Linked DNA regions of Mus musculus: regions 2, 3, 4, 5, 6 and 7 are each linked to region 1. Evidence: chromatin contacts called from public promoter capture Hi-C data. All regions are on one chromosome and are shown on one strand. Each heading gives the region's core, a stretch centred on a gene start, on an enhancer-like site or on the middle of the called end of the contact. The rest is flanking DNA. Distances are from core to core; before and after follow the strand shown. Region 1 holds the start of Stx16 (syntaxin 16). Region 2 holds the start of Tfap2c (transcription factor AP-2, gamma). Region 3 holds the start of Rae1 (ribonucleic acid export 1). Region 4 holds the start of Fam209 (family with sequence similarity 209). Region 5 holds the start of Cass4 (Cas scaffolding protein family member 4). Region 6 holds the start of Spo11 (SPO11 meiotic protein covalently bound to DSB). Region 7 holds the start of Bmp7 (bone morphogenetic protein 7).

Evidence for each region. Promoter capture Hi-C pulls out the DNA fragments that hold promoters and counts their contacts.
Region 2: a contact with region 1 is called in a promoter capture Hi-C map of cranial neural crest. The contact joins the promoter of Tfap2c here to the promoter of Stx16 in region 1.
Region 3: a contact with region 1 is called in a promoter capture Hi-C map of pre-B cells, with 6 times the contacts expected there. The contact joins the promoter of Rae1 here to the promoter of Stx16 in region 1. A contact is called at or near these places in 2 of 39 promoter capture datasets (hippocampal neurons and pre-B cells), 2 of 484 Hi-C or Micro-C datasets (the G1E-ER4 cell line and rod photoreceptor) and 2 of 115 datasets of contacts at active chromatin or transcription factors (astrocytes and large pre-B cells).
Region 4: a contact with region 1 is called in a promoter capture Hi-C map of 3T3-L1-derived adipocytes, with 4 times the contacts expected there. The contact joins the promoter of Fam209 here to the promoter of Stx16 in region 1. A contact is called at or near these places in 4 of 39 promoter capture datasets (3T3-L1-derived adipocytes, the C10 cell line, liver and 1 more).
Region 5: a contact with region 1 is called in a promoter capture Hi-C map of pre-B cells, with 5 times the contacts expected there. The contact joins the promoter of Cass4 here to the promoter of Stx16 in region 1. A contact is called at or near these places in 2 of 39 promoter capture datasets (liver and pre-B cells).
Region 6: a promoter capture Hi-C map of pre-B cells shows a contact between it and region 1, with 4 times the contacts expected there. The contact joins the promoter of Spo11 here to the promoter of Stx16 in region 1. A contact is called at or near these places in 4 of 39 promoter capture datasets (the 3T3-L1 cell line, the C10 cell line and pre-B cells) and 3 of 115 datasets of contacts at active chromatin or transcription factors (double positive thymocytes, embryonic stem cells and pancreatic cancer cells).
Region 7: a promoter capture Hi-C map of liver shows a contact between it and region 1, with 3 times the contacts expected there. The contact joins the promoter of Bmp7 here to the promoter of Stx16 in region 1. A contact is called at or near these places in 3 of 39 promoter capture datasets (cranial neural crest and liver) and 1 of 115 datasets of contacts at active chromatin or transcription factors (astrocytes).

What each region holds. Positions count from the first base shown.
Region 1 is chr2:174,075,703-174,078,403 of GRCm38.p6, reverse strand. Stx16 (syntaxin 16) reads right to left here and starts at 1,353. Exons shown (of 9, transcript NM_172675.4): 1 at 1,215-1,353. The coding sequence starts at 1,346.
Region 2 is chr2:172,548,165-172,550,971 of GRCm38.p6, reverse strand. Tfap2c (transcription factor AP-2, gamma) reads right to left here and starts at 1,379. Exons shown (of 7, transcript NM_009335.2): 1 at 1,090-1,379. The coding sequence starts at 1,137.
Region 3 is chr2:172,998,629-173,001,475 of GRCm38.p6, reverse strand. Rae1 (ribonucleic acid export 1) reads right to left here and starts at 1,359. Exons shown (of 12, transcript NM_175112.5): 1 at 1,100-1,359.
Region 4 is chr2:172,471,132-172,474,009 of GRCm38.p6, reverse strand. It overlaps Fam209 (family with sequence similarity 209), which reads right to left and starts at 1,456. Exons shown (of 2, transcript NM_029608.1): 1 at 1,169-1,456; 2 at 1-54. The coding sequence starts at 1,417.
Region 5 is chr2:172,391,860-172,394,958 of GRCm38.p6, reverse strand. Cass4 (Cas scaffolding protein family member 4) reads right to left here and starts at 1,315. Exons shown (of 7, transcript NM_001080820.3): 1 at 954-1,315. The coding sequence starts at 989.
Region 6 is chr2:172,978,429-172,981,342 of GRCm38.p6, reverse strand. Spo11 (SPO11 meiotic protein covalently bound to DSB) reads right to left here and starts at 1,501. Exons shown (of 13, transcript NM_012046.2): 1 at 1,319-1,501. The coding sequence starts at 1,449. It overlaps Gm52538 (a long non-coding RNA gene), which reads left to right and starts at 2,223. Exons shown (of 3, transcript XR_003953974.1): 1 at 2,223-2,265.
Region 7 is chr2:172,938,724-172,941,784 of GRCm38.p6, reverse strand. Bmp7 (bone morphogenetic protein 7) reads left to right here and starts at 1,464. Exons shown (of 7, transcript NM_007557.3): 1 at 1,464-2,130. The coding sequence starts at 1,716. Gm40010 (a long non-coding RNA gene) reads left to right here and starts at 2,140. Exons shown (of 3, transcript XR_867069.2): 1 at 2,140-3,061.

The DNA of each region.
Region 1 (2,701 bases), core at 104-2,603:
AGTTTTTCATTAGCACTTCCATAAATGATAAAAGGAAAAAATTAAAAGGCAACTGTTTAAAAGGCGGGAAAGCTGCAGCGTTTCACGAACTATGTTTCAAATGCAGCCCCTAAGGTCGTGGGGTGACCGTGCATTCCCCCATGTTTCAAGGCTGCTTCCATTCAAACCTTCCCTTTTCAATTAAAGGTATTATTACAAAGCTAACAATATTCATCTGGCTGCACCATTCAGACCCGCCCCCTATCTGAGAGAGCAGGAAACTGAGGCTCTGGAAGCCAAAGCCTCCATCAAAAACAAACCAAATACAGCAATCATACTGGAACATTGCTTTGAAAAAGAACAACAACAATAACAAAACCCTACACTGCTAGGCGAAGTGAAGTTCTGGTCAATAAAATCAAAAGCCATGTGCTATTTTGGGGGATTAATTTTCACATCCGCATCATGTTGGTTCCTTTTTTTGTTTTGTTTTGTTTTTTTAAAAAAAAGTTCGAATGGAGAAGCTTAATTTCCTGTGTGGGAAATGGAAAATGAAGCGCCTAGCACCTTGCAATCTCACCAACATGAGTCCTCGGAGGGGGGAGGGCGGGGGGGGGGGGCAGCAAAGCAATTACTCCTAGTGTACATGGCCACACCGAGAACTAGGGCCATTGGAAGAAAAATAGTGGGAAAGAAAATGAGCTGAGCTGAGCAGACCACACACACACACACACACACACACACACACACACACACTCCTTCCTGGGGGGGGGGGGTCTGCAAGGATTTGAGTCAGCTAACCACCCACCTGGCCCACAGAACCAAAGTGAGGCCATTGCAGGGGGGGGGGGGGGGAGTGCCAAACAGAACAGAACAAAACAAAAAGAAGGTTGGAGAAAGGCCTAGGTTCCAAGTCCTCGTGTTAAAACATATGTAAATCGAGGCTGCCCGACGGATGGTGGGGGAGGAGGACCAGGAGGCCCAGGAAGTGAGAAGGCAGGGCAGGGGTTGATACTGTGGTCCCCATTGGGGGTTGCAAGTGCCCCATAAGCCATGGCCGTGCTCCACTTCCTTCTGTATCACACTCCTAGTCGTCGTCGCCTTGTTATTGTTGTTGTTCTTTTTTTCTTTTTTTTTTTTCTTTTTAGACAGAGAGACAGACAAGAGACAGACAGACAGGCAGAGCCGCAGTGCACACGGTGTGTGTGTCTGGAGAGGCCGCCAGGAAGACTCACCGCAGCAATGCTACGTGAATGCAGAGGGCTGGAGGTGGTGTGACTACTCACTTGCTCGGCTAACAGCTGCCGGGTTTGGATGGAATTATTCCGCAACAACAAGAAAGCGTCGGTTAAACGCCTGGTGGCCATTGTCTCCCCCTTTGTGACCCCCCCTCTCAGGGTCTCCCACCCCCCCTTGTAGTCCTGATTTGTTCACTTTCTCTCTTGGTCTGGCCTAGCTGATTCCACTCTTGCACAGAAATCTCTCTTGACAAAGCCTTAGGCTTTTCACGGCGCGATTTTGCAATCCGCCTAAGCGCGGAGACCCCTCCCCAAATAACCACCTCGCCTTTTCCAACTGCCTGACTCCCCCTACCCCAAGGCTGGCTCGGATCTCAAAGCACTCGAATCCCCCCAATCCTAGCGTCGAAATCAAACGTCCTGGAGACCCCTCCCCAATCCCAGCTCGGATCCACAAGCGCCTGACGCGCCAATCCGGCTCGGGGATGGGAGAGACCCCTACCCACTCACTTCCTAAGACCTCCCCAAAGGTGCTGGCGCCCTAACCCTAACTCAGAGCGCCTGCGTGCCCGGCATGTGGCTCTAACTCCGAGTTTGGGTTAACTCTCCTCACAAAAGGCCTGCTCCAAACAGGCCGAGCCCACAACGACAAAGGAGCGTCTACAGCTCCCATATAGTCGCCTGAGCCTACTGAGGCTCAGCCCGACCTGACCCCTCTCTTTCCTGTGCGGCCTGCTTCTCCACTGCCAGGAGGCTGCGGGCCTCCACGAGGACCTCACGGCCTGCCTCCCCCAGCCTCCTCACTCCTCTTCACCGGCACCCTCCATCCCGGGATCAGGCTGCAACCCTGCCCAAGGCCGCTTCCGTGCAGTGGTCCCGGGCTCTAGCATTCCCCCGGCCCTCTTCCTGTCCGTTCCTCGCGGGTGCCCCCCTGCGACATTCATGAGATTGCTTGCAACGTTCCGGGAGCGGGAGCTCCCTTATTGCCCTGCCCCGGGATGGGAGTGCTCCGCCCTCTCTGGGACAGTTCCCGGGGCGCCTTCTTCCCCTTTTCCTAAGAGTGTACAGACTCTGGGGCAGGCGTCCTGGCCCCAAAAAACGGCTTCAAAACCTTGGCCCTGGAGCCGAAGACCACCACTGGGGTCCAGGCAATTGTAAACTTCTAGTAGGATTGTCAGGCAGGCAGAAATGTGGAAACGTGGCTCTTGCAGAGCCTAGTCCTGCGCGGGGGCGGAGGAAAAGTGGAAGAAGTCTGCCTCTGCAGGCCAGGCACGCTCCACTGCAGGCGCCTGGCGCTGCTGAGATGGCCTTACCTTTTTATTTTTTTATTTTTTTTCTTTAAACTGTGAGAAAAAAAAAAGTATCCGAAAAACAACCAGGCCAGGGAAAAAAGAAAAAAATAATAATAAAAAAAGCTTGGGCGCTAGGCCTTGCTGGCCTTACTGTGGGCAATAAAGAGTGGTCAGGCATCTACACTTGGGCAC
Region 2 (2,807 bases), core at 130-2,629, 1.5 Mb after region 1:
CTCCCTTAAGAGGCGGCCGCGCCGCGGAAGTGACACTCTCAGGTAAGGCCTCATAGTAATGTCGTCCGGAGAGACCGGGAGCCGACACGCGGGATCGGAGCTGTGATCCTTGCTAGCCAAGCCCGTGCCTTCTGCGCCTTAGGAAGTGAGGTCTTCCAGCCCGGCCATGGTCAAGGTTCTCACACATCCCGGTGTAGAGAAGGAATGAAAAGACTCTGCCAAACTGGGCAACCTTTGCCTGCGCACGTCCCCTCGCCCCAAGGCGGTCAGACTTAATTCCTAAAAGATGTGTCTTCATCAGTCCCAGGGGTCAGAAGGGTAGCAGGGACACAGGAGCGGGGCACTGTCGCCCCCTAGCGGAAGCCGCCCGGGCATGCACGCAGGGGCAGCCCCTCGAGGTCGTGCGGGTGCGGTGCGCTCCCGCAGCCTGGCCGCCGGCCTCTCCTCCCCACGTTCCCCGGTGCTCGCCTCGCGCCGCCTGAATCTTCTTCCTCTTCCCGCTCGCCGCCTCCCTCCCTCCTACTCTCCGAAACTCTAGCTCAACCTGTCCGACAGGCTAGAGTACTCGCGAGCGCTCAAGGCCCCATCTGGCTTCACCCCCACCCCACAGTCCCCAACCCCCACTTCTCTTGAAAACCAGGTTGCAGTTGTTTGGACTTTTCTTTTCTTTCTTTCTTTTTTTTTTTTTCTTTCTCGAGGAGGTAGCGGGGCAGGTGACAAGCCTTCCTTGGAGGAGACTCCTCAAAGGTGTCGCTGGCAGGGAAGCTTCCGTGGACACTGGACAGACTTCGTGGGAAAAAAGCCACGTCTGAGACCCGGAGACAGGGCGCTCTTCGGGGAAAATGGAAAGGAGGGCCGTGCGCTTCGTAGGAACCCACAGTTGAGTTCTGCGGGTGGGTTTGCCACGCTCTTGCCAGGCCTTGTCCCCGAGAGACAAGACCAGATTCAACAAGGGGCCCAGGAGATGGCCGAAGACTGGCCCTCATCCCTCCCGAAGGCGAGGGCTCCGCGCAAACGTCCCCAGCCTTGGCCAGCAGCCCTGGGACCCCGCTCGGGCCGGCGGGGCTACGTTCCCTAGCCCCCGCTCACCTCGCAATCCTCTTCATACTTGACATTATCTGTTATTTTCCACAACATGGCGTCCGGCGTCCCCCAAAATAGTCGCCAGTTAAATCCAGGCTCCCCCCACCCCCCGAGCGGTAAATCCACAATCGGGGTCACGGTGGCCAGGCGTCTGCCGCCGCCCCCGCCGCGCGCGCCGGCCTTGCTGTCCCAGTCACTGGACGCGCATCGGTGGCTGTGCACAGAGATGTGGTCGCCGTGGGTGTGTAGAGGCCGCAGCCGTGGACCGGAGAAGCCTCACCCTCACAGTGTGTCCCGGCGATAGCCGGGGGACCCGAACGCCTTAATGGGAAGGAAATTATCATAACTCCTCCCCGGGGGCCGGCGCCGCGCGGAGGCCCAGGCGCCGGGCGGGGCAGCCCCCAGCCAGTCCCTGCCTAGCTCCGCCCCGCACCCTGCCTAGCGTGTTGCAGGACCAGGCGTCGCGAGGGGCTCGCAGGGGCATCAGTGGGCGGTCTCTGACAACCGCAGACCTGCCAAGCTGAGGTGCCCAAACGTGGCTTCCTTTGCCTGCCAGCCCCCTTGCACACCTTAGACTGGCAGAGCTGACAGCTGGGATTTCCCCACCTCAAGAACCGTCCTTCATCCTCCTAAAAAATGGATGTCACTTGAGAGTTGAAGACGCCCCATTCCAGGGTGTCTCAACTCCTGGGGTTCCCTGACACCTCGCCCCAGCTGTTCCGACAGACATTTAAGGATTGGGCTGAGAAATAGCTAAAGTCCCACTGTTCCCTAGTGCCCCCCCCCCCCTTTCCCTCTCCCTGGGTACTTTACTGACCTGCCCACTGAGGGAAGGGAGGGGAAGGATTCCGAGAAGGAGTCCGCTCCCCCAGCTCCAAAGAGGAAACTCACGGTAATACCTGCTGTGAATAAATCGGACAACCGCGTGCTGCAGCTATAGCCCGAAGCTGTATCTGGCTGCGGGCCGTGGCTGGAGGAGACCCGAGCTCCCCCGCCCAGGCCCATCCCTGCTGCGATGCCCAGCCCTGCGGAGCGCCGGTTCTGCAGCTGTCACGGGCGGCTCTTCAGAAGCCTCTACTCGCCCAGGAAAAGAGGTTCCAGGCAGAATAAACCTCCATCGCCACGGGCCGCGTGGAATGAGGTGCTGTAAAGTGGGAGGGGGACTACAGGGAGGTCGCCCTGAGATATGGGCACACCTCGTCCCATGGGAGGCAGAAAGCAAAGCTTCTATCCACAGAATGCTGCTGCACCCCAAGATTTTCCGTCCAAGCCAAAAAGCAATACTCAGTGTTATTTTTTAATTCAACGAAACGAAAATAATTGGCCTAATTGTTATAGTTAATTTTTTTCATCCCAAACAGAAAGTCCACAGTTCTCGAGAGCTAATCTTGTTAGTCCGTCCCAACAGTATATGGAGATTGGCTTCAAACAGTGGAATTGGAGGCAGGGACTATTTCGGATTGATTCCGAAGCCAATTACACAATTCTTGATACCCATCAGCCCAGTGGCCAGGACCTGTTGGGAACGTGCCTCCCGTATCCACAGACTAAAATAATTTGCTCTCTTCCTGCTCCTCGTCTGTAAGCATTTCCCTAGACCCAGATAGGCCTGAAGTAAAGTAACTAAAATTAAAATAGATGTTCAAGCCAACCGTTCCCCCATGGTCTTAGAGAATAGCCGCATGCAAAATAGCTTTCTGGCCAGTTGACCCTAACAGACCCAG
Region 3 (2,847 bases), core at 110-2,609, 1.1 Mb after region 1:
CCCGAGTTCGACCCTCAGAACCAACAGAAAGGCAGGCGAGAACTCCAAAGTTGTCCTCTGCCCAGATGTGGACTGTGACACGCATGCATGGCCATACACACAACAGGCAGAGAAAGTTTAGGGTTAGTCAGGTGAGCTGGCACAGGTGATCTCTGCACTTGGGAGGCAGGGTCAGGAGGAGCAGGCCATCCCTGACTGTACAGAAATCTGAGGACAGCCTGGTCTACAAAAGAGCCCATTTAAAGAAAAGGATTTGCACGGTCTAACACTGAATGTAATTGACAACTGTGTCGTTGCCAAGGAAACCATCTGTGCACTGTGACTCCAGACTCCCATATGCTTTTGCCACATTTCAAGCTGTTACTAAAAAGCAAATTCTTAAAACCCAGACTTCCACCAAGTCAGCCACCTCTCCAAAAGCGAGGCTAAGGCCCGAGCAATCCACAGCCTAATGAGGGTCGCTTCCTTAAAATAACAAGGAAAGGGAAACTGCAAGGAACTGTGGGAGCGCATTTGACTCCTGCTGCCTTCGAGACAGCCACGATGTGTCAGAGCCACCATAAGGTGCACATTCACGTCTCAGAAGACGGCTCGGGAGACAACTCTCGGGGCTGAGGACTACAAGCCTGTCTGTACAGGGAGAGGGATGCACAGACACGCAGCCAGGGCTATGTTTCTCCGGAGCGTGAGTTAGTCTTGATTTTCACCGGAAAAACTAACTCCTCCATCCTGGAGTTAGGAAACGAAACGACCCCCAGTGTGTGCTGGGATCCGCACGCTCCTCTCCCGTGCAATTTACTTGAGGACTTAGTTTCAGATCACCATGCGCACGTGAGAAGAGCAAGGGCGTACCGGGTGCCCTGCAGCGGGGGTGAAGAGGCGGTCGGACCTCTGGCAGGCAGCGCAGCCATCTCTCCAGCTCCCGTAGCTCTCAGGGGCCTTTCTCCTGGCTGACTGGGTTAGCTCGGGCTGCTCCCAAGCGTCCGACCACGCCCGCCGGCTCGGCCGTGCCCCTCCCATCCGCGCACGCCGCGGTCCCCCACCGTCCCCTCACCCCCGTGGCCTGGGCGGTGTGCGCACGCGGAGAGGCCCGGCCTACCTAGCGGAGCGCACGGGGTCCGGCTGCAGAGAGGGGCTCGGTCTCCTCACGCGGGCCCGGGCTTCCCGGAGGGAGCGCGGCGGCCGCCTGAGGAACACGCACGCGGCGGGGCCCGAAGCCACGGACCTGCTCTGGCGCGGGGCAGAGGGGGCGCAGCCGGGAGACCCCAGACCGCCGAGTCGTCCGCCTCAAGCCGGTGGAAACTGCCCCGTTACCACAGAAGCACCGCGCACGCGCCACGAGCCACTTCCGGGACTGCCCGGAAAGCGTCAGAGCACGGCGTCCCGCCCCTCTCAAGGCGGGCGCACATGCGCAGAAGCCCTGCTGAGGGCGAGAGGAAGTGTTTATGCCAGCAGTTGTGCGTTTGTGGAAAGTCGGCCAGCGCAGTTGCCAGGCAACTAGTTGAGAGAGGGCGTTGTTTTCGCGTGTGTATCGTTATATTGATTGTTGTTTAAACGTCTAAAGATGATCGTGGAGCCGAAGAGATGGCTCAGCGGCCAAGAGCAGTGGCTTCTTGGGGAAGACCCAGATTCTATTCCCAACACCTACTGGACGGCTCACAGGTCCAAGAGAACCAACACCAGTTCTTGGAGAACTGACGCCCTCTTCTGGTCTCTGTGGTCATTGCACGCAGTGGTGCTTAAACTTCTTCAGGCAACATACTCATATACATGTAAAAACAAAAAACAAACAAACAAACAAACAAAAAAAGAGTTCCCCAGCTCAGATCTAGCACTGTCCTCTGAGAGGCTGCCTACTTGGAACATCCCGAGCGGTATGATAAGGGGAATGGTTCCTACTCCCTGAGATGTTTAAGATTTATTTCCGTGCATGGATGTTGTCCCTGTGTGTATGTATATGCACCACATGCTTGGGGAGGCATGAAAACTGTGTAGGAGCCCCTGGAACAGGAGTTACAGATAGTCGAACCATCATGTGGGTACTGGGAACCGAACCATGGCTCTCTTCAAGAGCAACAAGTACACTTAATTACTGAGCCCCATGTACTAATAGGTCAGTATTAAGCCTGTTTGAAACACAAAAGTCCTGCTCTATGAAACATTCCACATAGAGTGTTTAAGGTGTCAGATAAAATGACAACATAGTTAGCTAGATTCCAGAATGGGGGTTCCAATGAACCAATCAGGGAAAGCGGTTTTAGAGAGAGAGAAAGGACAAGTGTCAGTGAGGAAGAACAAAATGTGATTGGTCCCTACAAAATTAGTTTCCTTGTTGGGCAACTTGGCAGGCCTTCCAATCCCTGCACGCAGGAGGTAGAGGCAGGGGGTGGGGGGGGGCGTCTCTGTGAGTTCTAGGCCAATCAGAACTACACAGAAATGTTCTGTCTCCAAAACAATTTTTAAAAATGTAAGGCAGGAACAGGGTTACAGAACAATGGAATAAAAACTGGCCGCTGGTTACCTGTCTTAAGGGACCTCAGTACAACACAGAGGAAACAGGCCTGTCTAGGACACTTGGTGATCATCTACTTACTCCCATCCCCTGAGAAGTCAAATAACAAGGTTTAGTTAGCGTACATAGTGTTTGGTTTGTCGTCGTCGTGTTTATTCCTGTTGGGGCTCAGGGGAAGAGTTGGGTCCAGAGTAGAGGGCTCCTTTAGGTTGGTTTCACAGGGCATTGTTACTATGACCTTCCCAGGACCCGCCCAGACTGATTCCTCTGTCTCCCCAGCCTTGTGATCCCTGTCTAAAGAATTCATTAACTAGCCAGCACAGCACACCCTTAGT
Region 4 (2,878 bases), core at 207-2,706, 1.6 Mb after region 1:
TTTCTTTGGTGGAGAGCGGAGCTGGCAGCCTCGGAGGCCAGGAGGATGCTGCTCCTGTCGAGAGAGAGATTCCGGGTGAAGTATTCCAGTGGCCTCACTAGTTCCTACGCAGTTCCAAAAGTTAGACTCAGCCAAGAGGGGACACAATAACAAACCTAGTCTGGATGTTGTTGGTTTTAACTGTGACCAAATTGGCCCGCGACTTGATTTCGTAAATAAAGTTTTATTGGCACACAGCCAAGCTCTGTTACTAGCTGGGCCTGTTCTCAGGCTCAAATGACAGAAAGGGAGGAAGGAGCTGCCACAGAGACTCTATGGCCTGTAGAGCTGAAAATGACTCCCACTTGAGCCTTTACAGGCAGCTTGGCCGCCTTTGCTCTAGCCAGAATATGTGTGTGGAGGTTGATAGATAGTGGTTGTCTTCCTCACCACTTCACCATATTTCCCGAGGCAAGCAAGGTCTCTCACTGAAGCTGGGACTCCAGAATTCTGCTAGACTGGCTGTCTAACAAGGTCCTCCTAAGCCTCCCTCCCCAGCTCTCCAGGGACAGGGGTATGCCAGCTCTCCAGGGACAGGGGCGCCACCAGGCCTGACTTTGATCTGGGTGCTATGGATAGAACTTAAGTCCCCAAGGCTGCATTTTTCTAACTGAGGCATCTCCCAGACCCTGGCCACAGTGTCTTGAAATGCTGGGTTTATCTTAGACTGAACCTCTGTCCCTCCAATCCCCGAAGAGCTCCAAGCCACTGTGGGGGACACCCGTAGTGACTCTTGAGTAGAGGCCTCAAACTTTACTCGAGATGAAACTTCCTTTGGCTCAGACATTTTCAGTGAGTCAAAAGCAAGGGAAATAAGAGCTCACCTCGCCTGGAGTGTGTGAGCCTGGCCCTGTGAGCAGGTCTGACACCACAGAACACACCGTGAGCTCCAGAGTCTACTCTCAAGTCGGGGAAAATAATCAAAGCTTACTTCACAGGAAAACCATGAGCTGTTTAGGAACCCATCTCAAACCATCTCATCCTCAGAGGAAGCAACTTCACCTAGCTATCATCATAGGGCTTTCTGGCCAAAGTTCAAGGTCAGACACTAGTGGTCCTACTTGTAGGAACCTAACCTGGGTTTCTGAGAGCGAATGAATGGTTGTGGTGTGACCAAGGACATCCTTACCTTATTCTCGCCATCTCCTCGAAACTTCAGCATCACATATATCATAATGGCAACAAAAAGCCAGAGCCATTTGTTCCCAAGCCAGCCTTGGGCATTCTCTGGAAGATTCTGTCTAATCCGGAAGTGTCCGCCGCAAGGCACCTTCCCTGGGCTTTCCTTGGTTTTCTCCCTCATCGAAGAAAACATGAAGGCACAGGCACAAGAGACGCACAGAGACAAGAACAGGCACCATCTCAGCAGCGTCCGCATGGTGAGCAGAGCTGGCCCAGGGAGCTACACATGGTGGGGCTGCCTGCCGTGGTGCCAGAGACACTGATGGGCTAGTGTTGGGGGCTCGTGATGTCACAGAGGGCCCTGAGCCAACAGCTCCAGTCATTGTGATGCCTTTAGCTTAAGAAGCCTGAGGCTCACTCACCGTGAGTAGCCTGCCTGGTAGGACTTCCAGGGACGAGAAGAGAGGATGCTGTTTCCTTGCTGGAATGCTCTGAGCTTGGCACCCTCTAAGGAGAGGCCATCGTCTGTTTCTGGTTTCACTTATTTGATCCAGACAGTGGTAAGATACAGGTACAAGGTGTCCCAACAGGGGTAGATCGAGAAACAAGGTTACCAGCCACAGGCCACTCACTGGGGCTCATGGATTTCTTTCCTTTGGCCTACACTACCATCTAAGGGTTGTGGGGACTGTCACCCAAGGAGCCGGGAAGATGGCTCAGTAGATAGTGTCTGAATGCAAGCATAGGGGCCTGAATTTAGTCCCCAGCACATGCATTAAAAAGCTAGTTGTGGTGGGCACTTGTAGTCACAGAGCTGGGGAGGCCGGGACAGCCTGAACGTGCACTTGCTGGCTACCCAGCCCAAGTACTTGTTGGGTTCTGGGCCAGTGAGACCATCTCAAAACACAAGATGCACAGTGTCTCAGGAATAATACTGAAGGTTGACTTCTGGTCTCCACATGCTCACATATGCACCTGTGCACACACAACATACACACCTACCACACAACACACACACACACGCACTACTCATGCAGCATTAAGGCCCACGCTTGTCCCTCGTAGCTCACTGCAGGGATCTTGAGAAATGACCTGAGAAATGACTTTCTGCTAACACTCACACTGCCTCCAAATGTGTTACACTCTGAGCTTAGCGTGGCTTCTACAGACTCCTGTGTCCAGGGGCCAGTGGGCAGCAGGGCGTTCCCCTAGGGCAGAGCATCGGTTTCTGTGGGCCTCCTACCAGATGCTGGCACAGGCCTCCTGCTGGATCAGAAACGAGCCCTGACATCTAGACAGCTACAGACGCTCACTAGAGAAGCAGGCGGCCCTGGTGCTTCTGGCTGTGGCCAGGGGTGCAGTGCAGTCTGTTTGGAGGGTCATCCTTGGCAGGCCCTGAGCAAGATCGTGAAAATTCCCATGGTGAAGGTATTGCTGGGCTAGGTATCCATGTCTGTAGGTACTGCTTTTGAAGTCAGATCTGGCATTCGGTAGCCATCCGCTGAGCCATCTCGCCAGCCTGATATCGAAGTTTTAAGGTTGAGAAATGTGAAAGTATTCTTTTTTTTTTTTTTTTTTTTTAAATCATCAAGGGGCTGGAGATGGCTCAGAGGTTAAGAGCACTGAATGTTCTTCCAGAGGTCCTGAGTTCGATTCCCAGCAAGCACATGGTGGCTTACAACCATCTGAAATGGGACCCGATGCCCTCTTCTGGTGT
Region 5 (3,099 bases), core at 66-2,565, 1.7 Mb after region 1:
CTACCATTCTATCACATTTTGAAAGAATAGGAGGGGACAGAAAAGCAACGACTGTGAGCTTCACTTTCCTTGTGATCTCTCCTCCTTCTCCCCAAGCCCCCGCATACAGTATGGGTGTGTGAAACCCAAAAGTTGATGTCACAATGTCCTTCTCCATCACCCACCCACTTTATTTGTGTGTGTGTGTGTGTGTGTGTGTGTGTGTGTGTGTGTGTGTGTGTGTGGAGTTGGAGTTGCTTGTCTTAGGGATGCTGGCCAGAGAACTACAGGGACCTTGCTGTCACCTCCTTGCCGTCTCTGGGGTTACAGGTACACGCTTTCATGCCTGTTTTTTTTGTTTGTTTTTGTTTTTTGTTTTTTGTTTTTTTATGTGGGTACTGGGTACTGAATTCAGGTCCTTATGCCTGTATTGCAAGTACCATCGTCACATCTCAGGCTCCAGTGCCCTTCTTGGGTTAGCAGTGTGCCATGCTATACATATGCTATAGGACCGTCTCTTGGTTCCTGGCCCAGACTTGCAGTTTGTACCAGAGTTCCAGTCCCCAGCGCCCAAAGGAACACGAAGGCAGTTCATGGGTGTCCTTATTGGAGTTAGCAAGAGTAGAGCCAAGGTCTAAGCTCTCTCTATTCAAGAGAAGTGAGTGCCCCAAGCCAGTCAGAATCCTTGAGAGCCACACTAAGCACCTTCAGGATGCAGAGAAAGAGAGAATGTTTAAGAAGTTTGCTGAGTGGTGAAGAGACACACAGTGGGGGCTTGGGCTGTCTGCCTCCTGCCGATTTCACCCCATCATTTCCAGTCATCTTGAAACCAACAACTGGTAAAGAGCAAAGCTTTCTCATTCCAAACCTGCCTGCCACTAATAACCTACCCTTCGTGTTCATTAGAGACCCAAAGATAAAAACAGTTGAGTCAACTGTTGCTCTCATGCACTCAGCCCCAATCAGTCACTCACCTTGGGCGCACCCTCTCTGATGCTGGTGCCTCTCATGGCTGTGATGTGAGCAGGGTCCTCGGAGTTCTGCCGCTGATATATCTGGTTCCAGGGACCAATGATGCAATATCACTGCATGCTGCTGGCTGGTTCCCAGGAGCTGGATTCTATGGAACTGTTTGCCAACACATGGAAACAGTCGAGATGATTCTTTCAAGTAAAGAGAGTCAAATGAAAGGAACGGGGGAGGCGGGGCCAGAGCTTCAGGCCACACCCACGCCTCCATGCCTGCTGTCCCACTTCATGGTAAGTGGAGGCTGACACTCCTTTGCTGTGTGAAACCACAAAAGAAGAAGAAGGAGAAAAAAAAAAAAAAAAAAAAACCCACCCTTCTGCTTTACAAGGTGAAGTTCCTACTTTGAGCAGCCCAGCGTAGGATCACACCGCATTCTTGTCCCTTGAAGACTAATGGAACAATTCCCACCCAGCGAGGCAACACATTTCCATGATGAAGCAAAGCTGCTGGACTTCCGCTGAGGGTCAGCATGTCTTCCTTCCTGTCCCCTGCGGTGTGACAGCTGGGGTAACAGGAGTAAACTGCCCTGCTCTGAACCCCACGTTTTCTACACCTTCACTCCAATTCTCCGTGGTTATATTTTAGCGGGCGCTGCTGAGAGCACCAGATACTGCCCCACACTTGGCTCTTTGTGTCAAGCGAGTGCTCTGAACTCATGAAGTGGAGTCCTCACGACTTCCCAAGTTTAAAGTTTCCCTCAACTCAGACCCAATATCCAGAGAGGAGCCACGGAGTACAAAAAAAAAAAAACCAAAAAACAAACAAAACCAAAACCAAAAACAAACAAACAAACAAACAACCCCAAAAAAACCAAACAAACAAATAAGAAAACAAAACAAAAACCCAAAACTAGCTTAGGCTTCATTTCATTTCAGCATAAGGGTCCCCTCTTCTAAGCAGCTCCTCCCAGCTCCCCTGGGATTCGATCTGTAGACCAGGCTGGCCTTAAACTCACCAAGACCCACCTATTTTTGCCTCCCAGGTGTGAGATTTAAAAAGCATGCCATAGCCAGACCACGGTGGCACTCTCCTTTGATACCAGCACTCCCAGAAAGCAGAGGCTGGCTAATCTCAGTGAGTTTAATGATAGCCTGACTTACAAAGTAAGTTTGGGGCCAGCCCCGAACTCAAAGTGGAAAAAAAAAGTAAATTTAAAAAAATTGAACCAGTGAGATGGTTCAGTGGGTGAAGCTGTCAGCTGCTAAGCTGAAAACTTGTTGGAGTTATTGGAATTACACGGTGGGAGAAGAGGACTCCTGCAAGCTGTCTTTCTGACCTCTGCATGCATACTGCCACTCGTGTGCATACTTCCCTCCCCAGATAAAATAAATGCAATCAAAACAAGCAAACAGATAGAATGCTGTCTCTATTTTAAATGGTCTTTAAGGAACCAGTGATCAGCAATCTGCAGGCGACAGTAGCGAAAGGGGGTGACAATGACTAGACAGGATGAACAGGCTCTAGACAAATGTAGAACCGGGCATGCTCCCACCCCCACATCTACAGTGCTGAGACAGGAGAACAGCTGCGACTTTAAGGCTGTTCTGGGCCACCTCAGAGTTCTAGGCCAGTCTGGACTACGGTGTGAATCTGTCTTAGCAAATAGAAGTAGCTGTCAGCCACATGCTCCCTGCCAAAGTCCACAGGGAAGAAGTAGTAATTTCCAGAAGGCTTTTCACAAGAGAGACACATTCTGAAAAGGGTGGGGTGCGTCAGATCAGAGGCAGTGCGAGCTCCATTTTAGGAAACGCTGTAGCTGCAGAGAGGAGTTGTGAATCATAAGAGCTTCAGCCCACTGCTCTGCACAGGGACAGATCAGAAGGCGTGCTCTCGCTCACCGAGCCAGGCATCCCTGGTAGCAGGCCACTCTCCATCAGTCATCCAGTTTTTAAAAAAACGTGTGTGGTGTTTTGCCCATATGTCTGTAAATGTGCAGGCAATGTCCACAGATGCCTGACGAAGGCGTCAGAGTCTCTGGAACTGCAGTTACAGACGGTGTTGAGCATCTTTTCAGCTGCTATGCCACTGACCTTAAGTCCAGATATTTACTGAAGTGATCCCCTCATGCCTGCTTCCTTCCTTCTTTCCTCC
Region 6 (2,914 bases), core at 252-2,751, 1.1 Mb after region 1:
CAATACAGACTTGGCTTGAAATACTACTGTAAAAATGTTTTAACTGAGGATGATGTAAGACTAGCTTTGAACTTCCTTCCCAAGAATTCAATGCAGAAACATTAACACACATATACGCTCCTGCAAGTGAGCAAGCGCGCTCGCTCTCACACACATACATACTTTCTTATAGCACATTGCCCTAAAATTGATATCATGACTAAAAATTAACCATCTTAAATTGTAATGATTCAAAAGGAAAAAAATTAATCACTACAAGAAAAGAAAAAAAAATGAATTTTGTACTAAATAGTTCACTTGGCCACAAAAAAATCATGCCTCTTTACCACAAAATATCAAGACTGAACCCAGCTTTCTCCAGCTGGCTGTTAATTTCACAAACCATCAGTTTAAAAAAAATATATATCTCAATCATTTTAAGCAACATTGGCACATTGCCTAAGGAGGAAAGCCAAGCTAAACAAAGAAGATGGGCAAAATGTTGAGTTTTAACAACCACACAATTCTCAACGTTTCTACTGTGTGTATGTGGGGGGGGGGATAGATCAGAAAATGGATTTTAAAACATTTACTATTTTCTAACACAATTTTTTTCAAAGTTTGGAATAGGCTGAGACAAATACTGAAGGTCAAGATATAGTCAGGTGAACCGTAGGAGAGTCTCTGTAGTTGGTTGTGAAGAAATTACTTACAATATGTTCATCTGTTCCCTTCAGGTTAAAAAAAAAAAAGTCTTATTATAAATTACTTAAAATGTGATGATGTCCTTGTTAGTTCTGAGAAATTAATTAGTGGTAGTTCAGAGAGTAAACGCTTTTCACTTTCTCTTTCCTCTTCTATCCCTCACTCCCAAACCTATTTTACACACACACACACACACACACACACACACACACAATTTTTTTTCAACATGGGGTTTCTCTGTCTAACAGCCCTGGCTATTCTGGAACTACTGATTTCAAACTCAGAAACCTGCCTGCCTCAGCCTCCCGGTGCTGAAATTAAAGCCCAGCTTTCATTTAAAACAAAAACAAAAACAAACAAAACAAAACAAGACAAAGCCCCATAAATCCAAAGCAAGTCTCAAGCTCTCTGACTATAAAGGACACTGATAAACCTAGGAACTAAGCCAGAGCGGGGCGCCTGGAACATTCTAGAAAACATCTGGTGTGTACAGGGTCCCGGTCACCACCAGGGAGCACTAGGGAGCACCGACTTCGGGGCTCGGACGTGGCCTCCGACGCTCTCCCCACGGAGGCCACCTCGGCGCCACGAGGAACCTTCCCGGGCTTTCCATGGCCCTGCCGAGCTGCTGTACCTAGAGGCCACGCGGGTGGCCCCGGCAGGGGTCTCCCCTGCGCCTCTCTTCACCATGGCCAACAGGGAAGCCCTGTGCCGATCCAGGGCGTCGAAGAACGAGGCCTCGGGCCCCATAGGCGCGAACGCCATAATGGCGGATGCGGAGCCGCTCTGAGGCCTCCTGCCCCTGCGAACCTTTCCGCGCTCTAGCCACGCGCATGCGCACTGCACCACTGACCGCGGGACAGCCCGCGGAGCAGAGTGCGCAGGCGCAGGGGCCTCTGAGGCGCCCCCCCAACACACACACACACACACACACACACACACACACACACACACACACACACACACACACACTACCCTTCAGGGAGGACATGAAGCTCTCAGATGCAGATCTCTGGGGTCGAGGTTTTCTTGGTCTGATAACTTAGGGGAAATAATACTTGCAAAGCTCTTTTGGGGGGTCATTTGGGGAGGTAATAATTACAACTTTTCACTAGGACGGTCATGGACCTGGGGATAGGTATGGGAGAAGGGAAACATTTCTGCCTGGTTTGGCTTCCTGCCTCTGTACCAGGTCCTCTCCACCTGCCTCCTCCTGTGTGCCGGGATTAAAGGCTTTTTACTGTCCAAAACATGTTTGGGATTTGCTTTTATTAAGAAGATTGTCGTTGGGGAAAGCTCGGCGTTAAGAATTTTAATGCACTTGTAGAGAGCCTAGGTTCATTCATTTCTTAGGACCCCCGCCAGGCAACTCATATCTGCCTAAAACTACACTTCCATGGGACCTCATGCCCTCTGGCCTCTGTGGGTTCCTGCATGCATGTGGTACTCACACATAAAAATATTTTTTTAAAAAAAGTGAATTTTTAAAAATATATAAAAAGTTGTTGCTTATCTGAAAATAGTATTTCCATCCTAAGCCTTAATAGCGTGAATATCACTTCCTCTCCTTGCAGACCTACGGTAAGACATGTCTCGCTTTATTCTCTCTGAGCCTTCTAGAGCAGAAGGTGGGATTTCTGAAGTCCTAGAGGAGCCTTGACTCTTAGAACCGTATCCTTAACAAAGAGAGACTGGGATGAGGTAAAAAACTGACTGGACCAAAGTGGCTTGAATCAAGGTGTATGAGAGATGCTGGGACTGATCCCGTGAGAGCCACCTGACCACAGGCCCCAGTTGATAGTTTTTATTTCTAATAGTCTAGTGGCAGAAATAACAGCCTCCTCTCTGCATGCCCATGCTGAGGCATCCCTTCCCTCTGAGGGACCAGCCACACTTCCCTATACTATTCTGTAGTATAGAATAGAGTTTATTTAGGGCATGGATGGGGAAGGGAGTTGAGAGAAAGGGGGGGTGGGGATAGAGGAGTAGAGGCTGGCTATGAGCACATGGGGGGGAGGAAGGGGGGAGGGAAATGGGGAAAGAGGGGGAAGAGGGGAAGAGAGCAAGGACAGGAGAGCAAGAGAGAGAGAGAGAGAGAGAGGAGGGGGCAAGCAACCCCTTTTATAATGAGTCAGGCCCAGCTGGCTATTGCCAAGTAACTATGGAGTGGAGCCTAGGCTAAAAGCCAACACTGCGTGTGTGTGTGTGTGTGTGTGTGTGTGTGTGTGTG
Region 7 (3,061 bases), core at 215-2,714, 1.1 Mb after region 1:
GGACTTCAAGAGGGACCCCCTACTCAAGGCCCTTCCCCAGCCCCTACTTGCCATTTTACCACCCCTGAAACGCTTGGCTTGTCGCCCACCTTCAGCAAAGCAGGAAGCCTGGCTCACCATCCCCACTCACTCACTGCCATTCTGGGTGAAGGCTGCTTTGCTCCCATTTTTCAGATTAGGAAACGGAGGCTCCAAAGAGCAGCAATCCACTGAGAGACCCAGTATCTGTCTGGGACGTTTCCTCCTGGGAGGAGAGGGAGGCTAGTCCTTTGAGACAGGAAAATGCAGTCGGGAGCTCTTCTGAACTTGGGTACCAACTGCCTACTCCTCAGGCCCTACCTGGGGCTAGGGGTGGGGTTGTTAGACAGTGAGGTACCAAAGGACTCATGTCAGGACCCCGCCCCCCCAAGAGAGGAGGGGGGTGGGAACATTCTCTAGTCCCAGATTTCACTTATGTACTCTGTAGAGCTGCAGCATCTGGGGTTTGAAGGCTTTGGGTTAAAAGATACTTGGGAAGGAAAAGCCGAGAAGTACCTGGGCCCGGATCCCTTGGGTGCTGGACTTGAGGGGAGGTGTGTGTGTGTGTGTGTGTGTGTGCGCGTGTGTGTGTGTGTGTGTGTGTGTATGTGTGTGTGTGTTGGGGGAGTGAAGTGTAGAAAGAACTTTATCTCCACATTATCTCTGCCAGTCCTGGAAGGTTCCCAGAGGAAGTGGCACCCGAGGGGGGAGGGGCAGGGAGAGAACGTTCCCCGAGGAACAAAAGCCAGGATAGCAGAGGGGCAAGCGGTGGGGGTACCGAGGGGGTTTTGCATGACTGGAGCAAATGGAGTGTTGGGGGGGGGGCGGTTCGAAAGATGAGCCAGGTCCAAGAGTGGCCACCTCCGAGGAGCCTTCTCGGATTCCTGCGCTCCCTCCCGGATGCTTTCCTAGCACAGCCCTTAGTTGCTACACTTTGGCCACTTCCAAGTGCGAGTCCCGAGAGAGCTGGGCAGATTGGGATTCTTCTCTCTGGGTCCCTGCGGCGTCTGTCCCAGTGCCGGACACCCGGTGGGCACTCGGTAAATATTTGTAGAGCGCCCTGGGAGGAATGAATGAAGCCATTGGGCCAGGCTTGGGGAGGGCGGGGACAGGCGCAGGTGGGAGGCAGCGGGAGCGGGAGGGGCGGGGAAGTCAGTCCTCCCGCTCCTCCCCCGCTCCCCGGCCCCAGCGCGCCCAACTCCGGGGCTCCCGAGGCGGCGGGCGGGCGATCCGGGCGCGCAGGGCCCTTGTATTGGGCACGCGGGAGATCGGAAAGGGGTTTGTTGCTGGTGCCCGCGGGCCCGAGCGCGATCAGAGCGGGAGGAGGGAGCTAGGGTTCGCTCAGCGCCCAGCTGCCTCTCCGGCACTCGCTCTCCGGACTTGTAGGTCTGCAAGCTGCTGCTCCTCCCACCCCGGCCCGCCTCCTCGCTCTCTTGCTCGCTCTCTGGAGTTGCTGTGCTAGCCTTGCCGTGCGTCCTGGCGAGTGCGGGCCGAGGGGCCCCGGGCCAGAACTGAGTAAAGGACAGGGGCGTCCCGGGCAAAGCGCAGCCGGCCGGGGAGTGGCCATGTGTGGCGAGGCCGCCTTGAAGCTCGCCTGCAGCAAGTGACCTCGGGTCGTGGACCGCTGCCCTGCCCCCTCCGCTGCCACCTGGGGCGGCGCGGGCCCGGTGCCCCGGATCGCGCGTAGAGCCGGCGCGATGCACGTGCGCTCGCTGCGCGCTGCGGCGCCACACAGCTTCGTGGCGCTCTGGGCGCCTCTGTTCTTGCTGCGCTCCGCCCTGGCCGATTTCAGCCTGGACAACGAGGTGCACTCCAGCTTCATCCACCGGCGCCTCCGCAGCCAGGAGCGGCGGGAGATGCAGCGGGAGATCCTGTCCATCTTAGGGTTGCCCCATCGCCCGCGCCCGCACCTCCAGGGAAAGCATAATTCGGCGCCCATGTTCATGTTGGACCTGTACAACGCCATGGCGGTGGAGGAGAGCGGGCCGGACGGACAGGGCTTCTCCTACCCCTACAAGGCCGTCTTCAGTACCCAGGGCCCCCCTTTAGCCAGCCTGCAGGACAGCCACTTCCTCACTGACGCCGACATGGTCATGAGCTTCGTCAACCTAGGTGAGTGGCGGTGGGAGGGGATATATTTCAGACTGGGGCCACTTTGGGACTGGGAGAGGGTCTCTGCTTACAGCCACTGTGGTCCACCTTTCCATTTGCAAAGCATCAGTGCCCGCCAGAGACTCTTCGCCCCGGGGTCTTAGTAGACTTTAAGCTCTGTGCGTCTCGGATAAGTCTTGCTGGCTCGGAGGGTTTGTCCGGGCTATCCGGAGGGTGCACCCCCAGCCCTGAGTCTCTGTCTGCTCCGCCGCGGGTTCATCTCACTCAGGGGCGGGAGGTCCCGGCTCGGCAGCGGCTTAGTTCAAAGCGCCCGGCTGGGTCATGTGAGCTGAACCGGCTTCAGCGGCCCGCGCTACCTGGATTTAAAGGGCCCTTGTGGGCAAAGCTGCCTTCCCGCCTTTCCTCTGCCCCTCTGAGGCCAGCTTGGTTCTGACATCCCGCGCATCCCCTTTTCTTCCCCTCTCTGACCCTACCTGTCCCATTGCGGAGCGCTGGTTTCGGCGTGCGCTCGGAGTGCCGCGGGGCTCCTCGCCTAGCCGCCAGTCGCCCACCTTTGGACTCTCGGCTGGAGCCGGGGAAAGAACGTTGCCATTGCGAGTTTTCTATTTTAAATGTTTAATGATAGGTCCCGGGCGGGCAGAATCCATTTTCAGCGTTTATCACGTGTGGCGCGCAAACCACGGGTTTTGGCGATTGGGTGGCTGGGGACCTCGGAACAGAGGCCGCCATGGAATGGCTGGGGAACCCGTTTCCCTGCTGGAGTTCCAGCCAACCCAGTGAGTGATGCGAGGCTGGGTTGCGGCTGGTCTGAGACAGCTCCCCCTGCAGCTGTGCGCGCACACGTATTCAACTTGCTCAAACTAACCCCCAGCCGTGCGCTGTGGGGCAGATCATCAAATATTTGGCTTTGGTGATAACAAGTCCTGATAGT